2 separate regions of the Zea mays genome follow, and region 2 is linked to region 1. A link is a contact called in public Hi-C data. All regions are on one chromosome and are shown on one strand. The core of a region is the stretch at or near the end of the contact, and the rest is flanking DNA. Distances in the headings are between cores, read along the strand shown. Region 1 holds the start of LOC100284131. Region 2 holds the start of LOC100276738.

Region 1 (3,179 bases), core at 61-2,560:
TGAGAGGGGTTGATTGCAACCCTCGTTCGTTGGGACGCCACAACGTGGAAGTAGGCAAGTGTTGTACTTGGCCGAACCACGGGATAAACCACTGCGTCTATCTGTGTTGATTCTCTTATGGTTATTGTGTTTCGCTAAGACTCTTCTCTAGCCACTTAGCATTACTGTGCTAACGCTTAACCAAATTTTTGTGGCATTAAGTTCAAGTTTTACAGGATCACCTATTCACCCCCCCTCTAGGTGCTCTCACATCTCGAATGTTCACATCTAACTCTTCAATTGGTTTTCGAAGTCCAGGATCACCAACAATCTCACTATATATTGATTCCGTATTATTTTGTGCAGTCCCAACATCTAGTGATTCTTGATTGTTTTCATTTTCATCCAAATTAGTCCCAATTTGTACGTTTTGAATGATTTCATTCGATTCTTGATTTGACGCGACTTGATAAAATGATGCAATTGTTCGAACTCTCTTCATATTGTACACTGTAATTGTAACACAAATCACTGTAATTAGACACAAACACAACATGTTTTTCTCGGTGTCAAACAACAAAAACAGACCTGCTTGCTGCGCTAGTCTGCTTGCTTGTTGCGTGACTCGAATCGCTACTTGCTGGCAGCTACTTGCAGGGCTGCAGGCCGCTCTTGCTTTGCTTTGCTTGCCTGATTGCCTCCTTGGCTGCTTGCTTGCCCAGCCAGCCGGTGGTCGGTCCCTGCGCGGCTGCGCAGCGGCGCAGCGCTGCTTGCTTGCAGCTTGCTCGCTCGGCCGCTCGCTGCTCGGGCACGCGCGCGCTGCTCCTGCTTAGCTAGCGGCTGCGTTGCCTGGGCCGCTGCGCGCCTGGCTGCTTGCTTGCCGGCGACCGGCGTGCTGCTAGCTGCTTCTGCTCGGTTCGAAACAGCACCAGACAGCAGCCACACTGCCGCCCGCAAGGCCCCAAGCTTCAAAGTCCTAAACCCTAAACCAAATTAGTTGGGCTGGGCTGTTACATAATTATTCGGCCCAAGAGTAGGGCCTGGGCCCTAGTGGCCACAGGCCTGAATCCGCCCCTGCCAAAGCGGCATTCTGGCTGGCCTATGTGCCGATTTTGACAAAAGTCATGAATTATGGCGCCGAGCTCGGCCACGTCAGTCTGTCGTCGTCAACGATGCAAGCACCTCGGCACAAAGATCTGTGATGCGAGCCGTGTTACGTCGTCGCCGGTCATAGCCCGTGGCAAAAACAAATGGTTTAAAAATGAGATTAAGTCATTTAAGGATCTAAATATGAATATTTTTCAAAAACAATTAAAATAAAAAAAATCGGTCTTTTGGTGTTGCTCTAACCCTTTCGGCTGCGCTGCGCACGTCCCCTCCCACGAGAAACACCCCACGTCTCAAGCTGCCCCTTTCTCACCGCCGCGGCCGCCACGCGCAGCAGCAACCGAGCAGGAGCGCAGCCAGCAAGCTCAGGCCCGAGCCCTACTGCAACCGCCGCTGCTACCGCACTGAACACCATGGCCGACCCGGCGGAGCACCGTCCAGCGGAGGAGGACGAGGAAGCCGCGGCGGCCGGCGAGGATGAGGACACCGGCGCTCAGGTCGCGCCCATCGTGAAGCTGGAGGAGGTCGCCGTTACCACCGGAGAGGAGGACGAGGACGTACTTGTCGACATGTGATGCATCCTCGGCCGCTTCGATTCTCCCCACCCCAACCCCGATCCGATTCGGCTAGGTTTTGTTGATCATCTGACGTGTGGCGGTTATGCAGGAAGGCGAAGCTCTACCGGTTCGACAAGGAGGCGAACCAGTGGAAAGAACGTGGCACAGGCACTGTGAAGCTGCTTAAGCACAAGGAGACCGCCAAGGTCCGCCTCGTCATGCGTCAGGCGAAGACGCTTAAGATCTGTGCTAACCATCTTGGTAATCACTGTGTTTTTGTGTGATTTTCGTTGGCGGTTTCGATCTGCCTGGATAGGTTTTGACACTGGACTGTATTGCTTATCCCCTTCCTCCGAACGCACAGTGGTGGCGACGACTAAGATGCAGGAGCACGCAGGGAGCGACAAGTCGTGCGTGTGGCACGCGCTGGACTTCGCCGACGGTGAGCTCAAGGAGGAGATGTTTGCTATCCGTTTTGGATCTGTCGAGAGTGAGCACCCATAACATATCCTACTTCTTTATCCCTCCTTTGCATCTGTTCATAACTAGCAGCTTGTACTGTCATAATATTTGGTACCTCTGTTGATTGAACCGGTTATTGTTGTTTTGATCGATCACTGGCAGTGGCGGACCCAGAAATTGACTAAGACCCGGGCCGGCCGAAGCGATCATAAACTTTAATAGTAACATATAAAAAAAATTGTACGGCGAAACAATGTTGTCATAGATGTTAAAGATAATATACAAGTTATGATGTAGCTCTTTCCAAATGTATCATGTCAACATTAACATCATCGCTTCTTACTCCAGAACCTTAAAGGAAATCATATTAAAAACACAACTTGAAGGAAATCATACGATGGTTAAGCCATTCGTCTCCTGTCTTATTACACAACTCAATTTTAATGATATTCATAGATGAGAAAGCTCTCTCCACAGAGTCTCAATCTCAAACTTAATTTCTAGCCATGTGATCTTGTTTATTTGGTCGTAACTTTTTGATCTTTTATTTGGTGATTATGGTATTAGATGGTTGTATGGAATATCTTGTTTCGTACTCTCTCTGATCTTTTTTTATTTGACGTTTGCCGGGTCAAATAAAAGAAAATGGAGGTAGTAGTTTCTAAGCCCTGTGGCTTGTAATTTTTTTGCCTCTTCGGTTTAGAACCATTTGCTAGCTTGGGAATTTTTTTGCTTATCCTAGCTCGATGATTTGGTCTCTAGTCTCTCTCTCTCTATCCATCTCTCTAGACTAGCAGGAGCCTAGCATGTGCTGTCCGAGGCCTTGCTACTAGCCTAGTATGTAAATCTACATGACACATGTAGGTGATCGTAGCCTGCTCTTGCTTGCATGTGTGTTATCCTGTGCTTGCGAAGCTTGCACTGTGCCGGATAGATATACATACATATAATTATGACTCAACGAGGCCAGAGATCAGACCGGCAGAGGCTAGAGGACAGAGCTCTTCTAAAAAAAATTTGGGCCTGCGCCCCGGGCCGTGGCCCAGGCGGCCATGGGCCTGGGTCCGCCCCATT
Region 2 (2,861 bases), core at 52-2,551, 270 kb after region 1:
ATAATTTAATACAAATAGAAATGTTATTGATGTTTGACTAGTGATTGATTGACAGAACAATAGCATAAAACAAATAAATATAGAGAGGCAACATTCTATTGTTGTTTGGTTGCTAAATATGTACATTTATCTACATTCGATGTTGTTTAATATTTTAGATCACTTGTCATTTGAAAAGAGTCGGTGGTTACAATGACAAATTGTGCTATAATTTGTCACCTAAATACACTAGGATTTAGTTTATATACTAATGCATATTATGATCGTCTCATGTTTGTCAAATACGGAATAAATACGGGTTCTATCCGGAAAAAAAACGGGATCCCGCAAAAAACGGACGGAATAAGTCATCTCTCGTTTCCGTCCCGTTTCCATATTTTTCCGTAAATACGGAAACGGTCGGGTCAAATGTAGAAAACGGTACGGGTCGGGACGAGAATTTTTCCGTCCGTTTTCAACCCTAATTCGGACCACTTTTCAGTCAGCAATAGAGAGGTGAGGTGATACACTGATATAGTATCGCTTTCATTTTTCTTTTCTGACTCGAGCATACTACCACCGTTTTAAAATAAATAAGATTTAAAATTTACTCGAGAAAATAAAATTCCACAAAAACAGAGGAAGAATAATATGGGGATGGATGAGCCACCTCATTCCTTCAAATGACGGAAAGCTGAGTACACGAGCGGTAGCTGACCTTGGGAGACTGCAGTCGTCTAGGTGCCAATCCCAGCGCAGGTAGTCGCTGTCCGGCCTGCCGTTCCTCTGGCAAGAGACCTGCCTGTCGATGAACGGGCATGTTTGGTCCGTGTAAAGCAGCTCCTTGGACCTGTTGTACGCCCAGTACCCCTCCGTCACGCTGCACCGGCTCGGGTCGAACGCTGCCTTCGCCGGCTGCGGCGGCGGCGTTAGCGGCATCTTCCTCGTCGTCGTCCCGGCATGTAGAGACGTCGTCCTCTTGTGCTCCTTCGCTTTCCCCTTCTTCTCCATGATCTCTGAAGATGGGCACATGCGGCACACCGCACACGGAGATCGGTTACCCTAAAGCTAGCATGCGCATTGTGCATGCGTTCTGTGCAGTGGAATGGAGCTCGATCGGTAGGTGCAGCGCTAGAAGCATGCATGTACCAGTGAGTGAGCGGAGGTCGTCGGTGAAGATGACGCCCGCTAGAGCCAGCCCGCCGATGATTGCCACCACCACTGACAGCGGGGCCCGCCCCTTCATCCGCTTCACCGCTGCTATCTGAATCTGAACCATGAAGCTCAGATGCTACGTGGATGCTGGCATGCAGCAATGCTAGCTTGTTGCAGGCTCAAGGTGTGAGACGGCTTATCGATTTATTTGCAGCTGCTCTTTGTTTTCAGTATCGGTGGTGGTAGTGGTTGCGGCGAGCATATAATTAAGGCGGGAATCATAGGACTGCGTTGCGGGGCCATGGTTAGATGCATTTGGCACTTGAAATTAACTGTTTGCTGTACTAGGTCGAGTAGGAGTGAAGCAAGGGCAACGTGTAGGCGTTGCTTTGCGCTGCCTGAGACGACCAACCTGGGCATCTTCCTTCACTTTGCATTGTCAAAAGGTATATGTAGGCTTATATATAGGCCATGGTCCAGGTTCCATGTCATCGAGAAGAAATTGGTGCTAGCTGCTCGCTAAAGGTAGACACTGTTCCAACTGATTGTGTGTTCCACTCTTCCATCAGAAACAGCCCTTTTGGCGGTCTTCTGGTTCTAGGTGTGTGTCTGTCCTTTTACTGTGTGCAGCAGCATCATTATTCAGTGGGGAATGCTGCGAAAGCTGCGGCTCAGCTCACCAAATCATGCACTCTGGTCTGGAGCAGAGTTGGGCCGATCCTTCTTATCATTGTTCGACTTGATACAGAACGGCAAATGGTACTGCCCGTATTTTGGTAGCATCTGCCTGTCTAGGTCTAGTCAGGCAGGAACAAGACACTGATGCAGTGTTTGGTTCTATACATAAGGTGTTAAATATTGCCATACTTGACTAAGGTCAGGTGTGTAAATATTCAGAGGGCAGGTGAAGCGTCTTACCCTGTTAGGGGCCGCGTGCGTGTTTATATAGGCGCCCGGTGTGCAAGGCTATACAACAGATATACTTGAATAACAACCTTCATCTATTCCTAAGCAAGCATATCTAGCCAATAAAGTAGCGGTAGGTTGTTACTCGAGTACAGGATATACATGGATATAGAATACATTGCATATCTATTCTAATAGCCTCCCTCAATCATAACCGTTTTAGGTTGAGATTGACTTTGAAGTTTTCCAGTAGTCTGACCGATAATGCTTTGGTGAAGCCATCTGCGACTTGATCTTGGGAGGAGACAAAATCTATTTCTAATAACTTTTGTAAAACTCTCTCTCTTACAAAATGATAATCCACCTCAATATGCTTGGTTCTAGCATGAAAGACAGGATTAGCTGATAAATATTTTGCTCCCAGGTTATCACACCAAAGTTTAGCTATTCTCGGACTGTTAATATTTAGCTCTTTAAGTAAGATTTGTACCCACATAATTTCAGCTGTTGCATTGGCAATAGCCTTATATTCTGACTCAGTGCTGGATCTAGACACTGTGGGTTGTTTGCAAGCACTCCAAGAAATGAGATTTGAACCTAGAAACACTGCAAAGCCTCCCGTTGATTTTCTGTCATCAATACTACCAGCCCAGTCTGCATCCGAAAAGGCACTTACCAAGGTTGAGGGTGACTTATGTATATGCAGCCCTAACTTTGTGCATTGTTTGATATATCTGAGAATTCTTTTTACTGCAGCCCAGTGAACAGTTGTAGGAGCATGTAGAAACTGACATACCTTATTAACTGAGAAGGCAATGTCA

Evidence for each region. A called contact is a pair of places that touch in the nucleus more often than the background predicts.
Region 2: a contact with region 1 is called in a Hi-C map of leaf, with 7 times the contacts expected there. The contact joins the promoter of LOC100276738 here to the promoter of LOC100284131 in region 1. A contact is called at or near these places in 4 of 25 Hi-C or Micro-C datasets (bundle sheath, ear, leaf and 1 more).

What each region holds. Positions count from the first base shown.
Region 1 is chr9:143,543,645-143,546,823 of Zm-B73-REFERENCE-NAM-5.0, forward strand. LOC100284131 reads left to right here and starts at 1,311. Exons shown (of 4, transcript NM_001157028.2): 1 at 1,311-1,657; 2 at 1,753-1,904; 3 at 2,008-2,133. The coding sequence starts at 1,500.
Region 2 is chr9:143,810,662-143,813,522 of Zm-B73-REFERENCE-NAM-5.0, forward strand. It overlaps LOC100276738, which reads right to left and starts at 1,302. Exons shown (of 6, transcript NM_001371576.1): 1 at 1,129-1,302; 2 at 698-995. The coding sequence starts at 1,258.